Regions from separate parts of the Mus musculus genome. Here region 1 is linked to region 2. A link is a contact called in public Micro-C data. All regions are on one chromosome and are shown on one strand. Each heading gives the region's core, a stretch centred on a gene start, on an enhancer-like site or on the middle of the called end of the contact. The rest is flanking DNA. Distances are from core to core; before and after follow the strand shown.

Region 1 (4,868 bases), core at 2,000-4,499, 120 kb after region 2:
CCGGTGGCAGCTTCCTCTCCCCCTTTAAACTCTGCCAAGGTCCTGCCCTCTTCTCTATAAGATAGTTCCTTAAGTTTGAGTGCCCTCCTCCCATTCTTACAAATCTGCAGTTACCCTTTTAGGGTGTCCCAGTCTGACTTTCCAGTTTAATCTCCACCCTTCCTAGGCACTGCCATGGACATCATATCTAGAACCTTCTATAGGAAGGCTCCCATTCCCCTCTCTGCTATGATTCACCTAAGACTAAAATGGTCGGCCTCATAGGATCTCATATCCTTTCTCCAAGGCAGCACACCCAGTGACTGGTTTAGCCTGCGTGGCTTGATTTGCAGAAAAGAACATGGAAGCCCCTATGTCCAGGACCCTTACCGGGCTGTATCTTGCTGAAATCCAACACTTGTCCCCACTCACACCCTCCAGCTTGTCCTGCCCTGCCCTCTCTGGAATTTGACTTTAATGAGTGGCACCTCTTGATCTGACTTGTTCTGAGACTCCCAGTTAGGTTAGGCTGATGGGGGGTCTCAAGTGGCATCAAAAAAACAATGGAAGCCGGGAGTGTAAGGGCTAATGGGTGGCCCAGCAGGAGTCAGAGAGCCAATAGGAGCCAGCAGGGGTCTAAGGACCAATAGGAGGCCAACAGGATTCAGAAAGCCAATAGGAGCCCAGCAGGAAGCAGAGGGCCAAAAGGACCCCAGAAGGTATCAGAGGGCCAGGATATCAGCAGATGTAAAAAGGCCAATGGTAGGTCTCAGCAGGCACTGGAGGGCTAATGAGAGGTCTCAGCAGGGGTCGGAGGGTAACAGGAGCCCATCAGGCACCAGAAGGCCTAAGAGAGGCCCCAGCAGGAGTCTGAGGGCAAGGAAGAGGAAGAGTTAAAAGTTAAGGATCTTTCTGCTTGGCTCCTCTTTCCTTGTTTGGATCCCAGCCCTGTCCAGCTTGGCTCCTCCAGTTGCCCTCAAGAGCACCTGGTGGTGGTTCTGACTCCCACCATTGCTCGTCCTTGGGGGTCTCATTAGCCCAATTGATTCCCCAAGCCTTGCCCAAAATACTTGTGTGAAGTTTGCTTTCTTCTGATTCCTCCCAACATGCCACGTCTCCTTCAGGGCCCTACACTGTAGAACTCTCCCTTTGCAGGTACAGGTCTCCTAAGGATAGCCTGATGCCTAGGCTCGCATCTTGTCATGAACCATACAGTTCTTTTACATCATATGGGCGCAGGCCACGAGAGCCCCATGTAAACAGCTCCTTCCCATGACGTCCTCTGGGGCCTCCAGGCTCAGCTCTGGCCCTCGGGTGCCCTCCTTGCTGCTTGGCTACTTGGTTCTGTAACCAGGAAGTCCCCTCATACGCAGCTCCCCACTACTCCTGGATAGAGAAGCTGAGCTGTCTCAGCTCCTTCAAGGTTAGGAATGACAACCTGTCTATGCCCTGGCCTAGAGCCTGGAGCCGGCCTCATCCTGTGCAGGTGCTGAGTGTGCGTCTTGGGTGGACACCGCCCCGAGTGCTGAGCAGGCTGCAGGGCCTGGAATGTGCTGAGCTCAGCAGTTTGGACAGTACAACTTCACTAGAAACTGGGAGTCATATCTATTCTGCAAGGCCCAAGTGGAATTTTCCATTTGGGATGCAGATCTGAAAGGCAGGACCATATATTGTGGCTTATTCACCCACCCATCCACCTTGGGCTGTGTACAGAGGGTCTGGAGGCCTCGCACCTCCCTGGAAGGTCTCAGAACTATAGCCTGCATCAGTGAGCCATCCGCATGGTTGAATGAGGACACCTGCTGCCTGTGATGTGTCACTGAGTGCCTGGTGTCCAAAGGGGAGTCTAGAGAGGAGTCTATGTCACCTTTGTCCGGGTGATTAGAGGAGGGCCTAAGTAGAAACTCCAGAGCAGTCCAGAGGGAGGCAGAAGAGAGAGTGGAGAAGGCAGACCACCTAGGATAGATGGAAAAGGAAATGGCGGTGGGGTTCCCGGTCACAGACTCAACCTAATGAACTCTCCCTGCAGACTGATGAACTGCACAGGCGTGCCACAGGGGAAGCCCAGGTGGCAAGCAGCCATAAGATGTCCTAGAAATATGGGCAGCTTTAGGACCTGAGGGTGTTTAGGACCAGTGCCTTTAGTGCCCCCATCCCTCTAGTCCCTCACTCATGCCAGGACATTACTTCAGGCCACTGGTGTAGACTTAAAGGCATAGTTATAAGCAATGTGTGGGTAAGTATAATAAGACACAGAGAGGTCAAGACAGCCACCCAAGATCACACAGCTAGAAAACACTGAACTCAGGACCTAACTTTAGTCTGATTTCTTCCTATGGTCCACAATAGCAAGAGAAAGCCAGGTTCCTCTGCAAGGGGCCAGAGCATAAATATTTAGTTTTCACAGGCCTTCTGGGCTCTGTCCCAACTAAGTTCTGCTGTTGTATTACAAGAGAAGCCGTAGGCAACACAAGAAGCAGTGAGTGCGGCTGTGTGCTAATCACTTTTTCTAGACCAGGAGCTGGACTCGCAGATGCCAGTCATGGCTGGCAGAGCCTGCCCTAGAGCCCGTGGTTCTGTGCTCACTGCAGGCTGTGAGGGAGAGGGAACCACACAGACCTGGAGTCCCATGGTTCTACTTGTTGTAGCCCTCTGTCCTGGCCACTCCAGGTGAACAAGAGAATTCTTCTTTAAAAAAAAAAAAAGGTACCTCCACGGCTTACCCCAGGTGGGTTGTAAATTTAAAAGTAAGATCATTCGCGCCAGGTGTGAGGGGCAGTGGTCACTATCAGGGATATGATCAAAGAGAGGATAAGACAGATAACTTCGGGTTCAGTTACTGCAGGGCAAGCCACAGTAATGCCATTGACCTAAACCCAAGAGGTGTGGTCTCTCTGCAGGAACAAGCTAACCTGCACCCTGTGAAACCCCAAAGGGATGCGCAGAAGCCTCTGGTGGGAGAGATCTTTTCACTACTCCCGGGAAGGAGCAGCTGTGGCAGCTTGGTAACTCCCCAGAGAGGGCCAGAGGCAGCTGTTCACAGGCTGGGCACAGCAAATTGTGTGATATGCTGGGTTCTGGGGCAGGCCGCCAAGCCAACCTGGGGCGCCTCTGCACCCCACCCCTCCACCGCCTGCTGCCTTACTGCTGATTCACAAGCAAGGCCAGGATATGCCAGAAGGATCCGAAACGGCTCTCCAGTGAAACACACTGCTGCTGAGAGGGACACATGGGGACCAGGAGGCCGGGAGCAGCTTCTGCTGTTTCCACACGAAGGTCGTGACCTTGGCAGGGCAGGGAGGATGTGGGAAGCTCCATCAATATCACTGGAGGCCTGGATATGGATCAGGTTGCCAGAGCCTGGCAGCCATGTTTGGCGGAAGAATCACTCCTCAGAGGGGATGCTAACTTGGGATTTGAGAGGGAGAGGGGACATGCCCAGAAAAACAACAACAAAACAAAACAAAACAAAAGGCTAAATTATAAAGCCAGATGATGTGATGAGGGCCAGCATAGGGCAAGACATTAAAAGAGGGCCACGGAACAGGAGTCGCCTAAGACGTCTCATCTGCCTGAACACCACTGTGCAAAGCGAGAGGCCGTTTTAACGATGGAAGACAGGATAGCTGAGCACAGATGTCCACCTCCCACCTAAGCTACCCCCTTCTGCAAGTGACAGAAAGGACCCTGCAAGGTAGTTACAAAAATAGGAGAATCTGCTTCAGTGTTGGAAAAAGAGGAGCGAGAAGCATCAACATGCCAGCAATTTTGAGGAATTTCAGAGAGGTACGATGCCAAGGAAACCAGATTGAAGGCTGACTCACAGCCCTGCTTCCTGAGCAGGGGGCACTGTGCTGTGGGGAGGGAGAGTGTACTGGGGCTGGGGGCAGTCACTGACCACATAGCCTACCATGTGCAGCTAGGCACCAGAGGACAGGCTGGGCCACAGCAGGGTGCTGCTCAGGAAGAAAGACGCTGGGCTGCGGCAGGGGGTACGGACCCACTTGGAGGAGCCCCCTTCTCATCACATGGCCCACCTGCCTTCAGCAATGGTTTGGCTATGCTGTCCAATAACAAGCAAGCAGAGCTGTCCAAATCTAGTTTCTCCACGGTGTCATGCCAGACACCACAGGCAAAAGAGCAAGGGCAGAGGCCAAGAGTGACCCTGAACATCTGGAGCAGCTGTTTCCCACCTACAAGGAGAAACCATGAGTAGCTGAGACAGTTCAGCACCATGTGACTCCTTGGCCCTCAGCTCTCTGTCCCTGGCTTTGAGTTTTGTCTTAGACTCAAGTGAAAGTTCAGCAGAGGCAGCTAAAACCATGGAGACCCACGGAAAGTTCATGGATGCCAGGGCGTCCCAGGTCAGGGAGGATTCGGAAGCCATGAGCCGTAAAAACAGACAGTGAACATGAGCAGAGGAAGGGCTTCATCAACGAACAGATTTGCTACCGGAAGTAAAAGGAAACTGTCACATCAGTTCTGTGCTTCACAGATGAAAGCAAACCAGAACTCTAAAATGCTGGAAATGATACAGTGAAAGAAACTGAAATTCAAAGGACCCCAGCAGAGCTGAGAAAATGACGGCAGGAGATGAATTAAATTACTGAATCTGAGAGTTAAAGACACATTAGAGGCAGCCAGAAGCAAACCTTAGTTACAGAGCACTGACAGCTGTGTGCAAGATAACCTGAGATCTCTGGGAGGTAACGTCTCCTGGACATCAGTGAGGGTGGAGATTGGGATGCCAGAGTGAGAAGAGCAGCAGAGAGGAACAACAGAGACTCATTCTGGAACTAGGGGCTCCCAAGGGGGCGGTGTAAGTGTGAATTCTGGAATTTGGTTTCTTAAAAACACTGACATATAAGAATGTGGTTTCATTTTAACCT
Region 2 (4,926 bases), core at 1,937-4,436:
CTCCTGGGATATGCTCCTAGACCCTAGCCAGCTTCATGCTGCATTCTCTCAACCTGGTCCCTGCCAGGGCTCCATGCCTCCTCCGCCCTACCCAGATTTCTTGGTGGTTGTCACCTCACTCAGTGCTGGACTCTAGGGTTCTCTGAGCTGTGACCTGGTGAGGACACAAAGCCCGGGGAACAATGTCGGAAGCCCAACAGCACGGGCCTGGGCTGGAGCCCAAGCAAAACCGCTATTCTTGATGCAAACGAGATGAACAGAAGAAGGCTGAATACCAGGAGACTAATTGAAAGGCACGTGTTTACTGAGGTTCAGAGAAGCCCTTTCAGAAATGATTGGGCTTGCGTGTGCCAGTGGGCTGAGCGGAATGGGTGCACGCCAGAGACAAAGAGCTCCGAGATCTGCCAGGCAGCACCAAAGATATGAGTGTAATTAATAAAGTAATTAGCATGCACAGGAAGTGAGGAGGCTGCCAGGAGTCTGATAAGAGCAGTTATTAAATAGAGTGAGTGTGTGCCACAGAGGCAGGGGGGTTGTATTTCCTTTTGTCATGGGTCCCCCAAACACCCTGGGAGTGATAAAGAAGCCCAAGTTACTGCCTAGTACCAGTATGTCTGGGGTCAGCAGTCACCCACCTCCATGGCCAAATGATGGCATCCATTAGTGAGTCAACCAGTTGACAGCTGCTGACGTTAGCTCAGGTGACACTGCTGTCCCCTACCAGGTGGTGTGGTAGATGGCAAGGTGAGCTGGGGGGTCAGCTGCCTGGGCTCCAGGATCAACTGTGTCCTTATAAACATTGTGACTTAATGACGGTCACTTTTTCTTCCCTTCCTCCAAACCTACTAATCCTCTTTTGATCCCCATGGGTTCCCCTGACTAGACTCATCTTGTCAATGGATTCATTACTTAGTGGCTGTAATGGCTATTCCTGGTTGTCAACTTGACTATATCTGGAATGAACTACAGGCCAGAATTGGAGGGCTCACCTGTGATCCAGATCTTGAGGCTGGAAGACAGAAGTTTCTGACCTGGATCTTGGCATGGAGATCTTGAGGCATAATGGCTATGAAAAGCGTAGTCCCAGGCAAGGTAGTACATGCCTTTAATCCCAGGAGACTAAGGCAAGGAGATCTCTGAGTTCAAGGTCAGCCTGGGACAAAACAAGTCCCAGATCCAGGTCTGGTGGTACACACCTCTAATATGGGCCACACCTTCTGCTGGAAGCCTACATAAGGACATTGGAAGAAGAAAGATTCGCTCGTCTTCACCTGCTTGCACTTACTTGCCAGCCCATCTGTTGGAACCTACTTCTACAGAAGACCAGCTGAAACAACTAGCCCTGTGGGACTGAGCAACTGCTAGATTCTTGAACTTCTTGTTCACAGCTGACCATTGTTGGGGAGTTGGAGTACAGACTGTAAATCATCATGATAAACTCCCTCAGTATAGCAGGACATTCCATACTTTCTGTGAATCTAGAGAACCCCGACTGATAAATACAGTGGGTTTTTGTGAATGGCTTCTTTCATTGAACAGAGCTTCAAAAGTGCACTCGTGTGTGTCCCACGTCAGCGCGTCGCTCCTTTGCATGGTTGTGTAACAGCCCCTTGCATCGATACACCACATTCCTCTTGTCTGTTTATGGCTGTCAGACATGTGTGTTGTTCTGGGATCTGGACACCAGCACTGTCCCATACAGGCACACTTTTCTGCGTGGTGCATATTTTCATATCTCTTGCGTTTCTATCCGAGCAGGGTGTTTCTTAGTCGCATGGTGGCTCTGATCACTCTTGAGGGCAGGCCTTGACGTTTTGCTCTTGTTTTCTTTACCAAGATTCTGCTTGTGCTTTCAGGATGGGTGGGAGGGGCACTCCCCTCCTTTTTGCACGCATCCTTTCTCTTGCACAACTGCAAGACAACTCTGGGCTCCTATGGGCTCTGGCTGGACTACTGCATTTCTTGTCTCCCATTGGTGTTGGCATCTCCAATGGCTTCTTTGTCCCCAGAAATGGGGGCGGGGTAGGTGCCTTACCCTTCATGGTGGCATCTCTCACCCTGGCTCTGCAGCTGGCAGCGTGCTGGTCCATGCAGGTTGGAGACAGGCATGGCAAGCCCCCTAAGCCACACCAGCATATGAGTGTGGCCGGCAGAAGGTGTGGATGCTCTAGGAGTCATGGGGGTGGTGGTGGGGTGTGGGTGGGGTGTGTTGCTGCCACTCAAGGTCAGGTTCACAGACCACCTTGGACAGAAGCAGGAAGCTGATCCAAGTGGGTCATACCTGGGATAAAGGCAGGATGGAGAACAGTTTGTAGGCCTGAGCTAGACAGGGGTGGGAGGGATGGTTGTGAAGGGAGCACTCCATGTACAGAAGCCCTCTGCCATCCTTTTGTCCTGGTTGTCAGGCAGCTTGGAGTGCCAACAGGCCTGGCTTCAGGGAGAGTGGACTACAAGCCCAGTGTGTATGGCTGTCCAATGGGAATGAAAGATTCTGCAGGATGATATTCGCTCATCTTCCAGATAGCATGAGACAATTGCCATGGAAGGCACTGGAAGATGACCCACTCCCATGCTGGTACTCAGCATCACTGTGCCTCAGGATGCCTGGGAGACCAATTTCCCGATGGCCTCAGGACACTCTGGATGGGGGCTAGGAAACTGAAGTTATGTCATGTGTGCCTGGCTCCGGGCTAGGCACCTTCCTGATGTAACCTCAGTTCATGCCCACAGCAAATCTAGGAGGGTGGATGTACCTCTCCTATGGGCGTGGGAGCTCAGAGAGGGCAAGTCTTTACCCCAGGTCACACAGCTAGGAGTTGGTAGACTGTGACGTCCACCTATCAAGGAGTTCTCGGTGGTGCCATCAGTCTGTGAAAGCACACTGTGTTGGAGCCCAGCCTTGTAGCATGTTCCATTTCCTCAGCATGTGACTGTGTCCTCGGAACCTTGCCACATATTTTTAATAATTGGTATGAAGAAGCAATCCACTGTCGGCTGGCCTGCTGTCCGCTGTTCGAGGCAGATAAGACAGAACCAGACAGAGGGATGCAGGAAAATCCTTTTTTTCCCAGTGGCGGAGATGGTTCTGGCTCCAAAACATTGTGGGCTTTAATTCTCTGAGCCTGACTCATGTGAGATGAGTTCCTGAGTGAGGTACTCACTGTCTAACCCGGGGCTCAGAGGGCCCGCATCTCACGGTAGAGTCATTTCCGGCCTTTGGAGGTTCCTGAGTCAGGGGCATGGCAGGCTGAGTTCAGGGGGATGTGGCAACAGGAAGGACTGTCATGGTGGACATAAAGAAGACTGAGGGACCGTTGATGGCAAGCGGGGCTCGATGGAGCTGCTGATGCTCACAGCCAGGGCCCTCCGGAGCTCGGCTTGAGGTAGACCCTTCTTCAAATCCAATATATGTTTATAAATAGTTTTTACTTTTGGCAATGTGAGTGGGACAGGATCTCCATGTATAGCCCAGGCTGGATTTGAACTCGTGACCCCTCCTGTCTCAGACATTCAGCTGCTGGGATCTCAGGTGGGAGTTACTGCTGGGATCTTAGGTGAGTTTATTCATATCTGGATCCATTTTAAAGATGGAGAAACTGTGGCTTTGAGTCCGAAGCCACTGTCTCATTTCCCAGGGCGGCTGGGGCAAATGACCACACTTTTAGAAAGGTGCTCATTTCAAACTACAGGCATTTGTTGAGGTAGGGGTGTGGGGACAGAAAATAGTGGGGCCAGATGCCCTCTGCTCTGGAGGGTCCTGCTCTGCCTGCCTCTGCTTTAGGAGCTCCGTGCGTCCTTCAGCTTGTGGCTGCATCCCTCCAACTCCTGCTTCAAGCCACACATGCCTTCCCTTTCCCACCTTTGTGGTATGCTTTTTGCTTATTTGTTTGTTTATTTATTATTTTTGAATGAGGCAAGGTTTTCTACATAACCCAGTCCTACTTCAGATTCACCACTGGGTAACCCAGGCTACCCTCCAACTCACAATCCTCTTTCTTAGCCTCCCCAAATCGGCACCACGATGCTCGGCTGGCAAGTGGCATTTTATCACACCAGGATGCTACCTTTATATATAGTTTAGGTAACTATTCTTCAGTAGTTACCTAAAGTTCTGGTGTGGAAGTCGCCCCCTAGCCCGTCCTCTATGGCAAACGATGAGGTAAGAGCTGGCACCTTTGGGGTTTCTTCCTTTCCTCTTCCCCATGGGGTTTGAGATACATATGGACTGTGGCCCTTCAAAGCTCCCTTCCAGAATGGTGGATGTTACCCTCACCTTATCACTAACTGCCTTAAATAGATTCAGTGCTCCAGTTAAAGGTCAGCAATCAGCATACTGGGTTAAAAAAAAAACCCACATGATCCAACTGTATTTGTAGAATGGAAAAGATTAACTTAGATTCAAAGGTACAAATAGGTTGAAAAACTATTAAAATTATTCAAGGAATGGAAATAAGATGTATTAGAGTGGAAAGGATAAAGTAAGACTACTCACAAGTAGTATGACCGTATGGGGAGAAAAATCCACTCAACATATACGAGAGCTTCTTAGCGAAATTAGCAAGGTGGTCAGATGTCAGTGTGACGTCTGTGTGACGTACAGAACTATGTAGTATATCTATACCCCTAGTCACGAATGGCAGAAACGAAGACGGCCGTTCAACCAATGACGGCACCAGAAAGAACAAATACTTAAAAATAAATTTATCCAATGCTGTATAGGACTTACACACAGGAAATTACAATACACTGAAGAATTAAAGTAAAGCTGACTGAATAATCAAAGGAAGCCAGACTAAAATCTGACTCAATGGGGAGGCAGCGGCAGCCCTGGGCTGGATTTAATGGTGGGAGGGTGGGAACACTCAACTCACACTGAAGGCCACTCAGTGCTTCCCTAGACACTCCCGACAGCCCTTCCTGCCGACA

What was found. A called contact is a pair of places that touch in the nucleus more often than the background predicts.
Region 1: a Micro-C map of muscle stem cells shows a contact between it and region 2, with 6 times the contacts expected there. The contact joins two enhancer-like sites. A contact is called at or near these places in 45 of 484 Hi-C or Micro-C datasets (the 63-12 cell line, the AtT-20 cell line, B cells and 27 more) and 1 of 115 datasets of contacts at active chromatin or transcription factors (bone marrow-derived dendritic cells).

The regions. Positions count from the first base shown.
Region 1 is chr4:46,824,537-46,829,404 of GRCm38.p6, forward strand. The region is part of intron 3 of Gabbr2 (gamma-aminobutyric acid (GABA) B receptor, 2); the gene reads right to left. Among named protein-coding and RNA genes, the nearest start is that of Gm32208, 23 kb to the right of the region's middle. Within about 2 kb of position 3,250, at least 42 of the 459 cell types and tissues checked have an H3K27ac peak or open chromatin away from gene starts, as enhancers often do. A contact at or near this core is called in muscle stem cells, where this site is marked.
Region 2 is chr4:46,700,100-46,705,025 of GRCm38.p6, forward strand. The region is part of intron 13 of Gabbr2 (gamma-aminobutyric acid (GABA) B receptor, 2); the gene reads right to left. Among named protein-coding and RNA genes, the nearest start is that of Tbc1d2, 52 kb to the left of the region's middle. Within about 2 kb of position 3,187, at least 10 of the 459 cell types and tissues checked have an H3K27ac peak or open chromatin away from gene starts, as enhancers often do. A contact at or near this core is called in muscle stem cells, where this site is marked.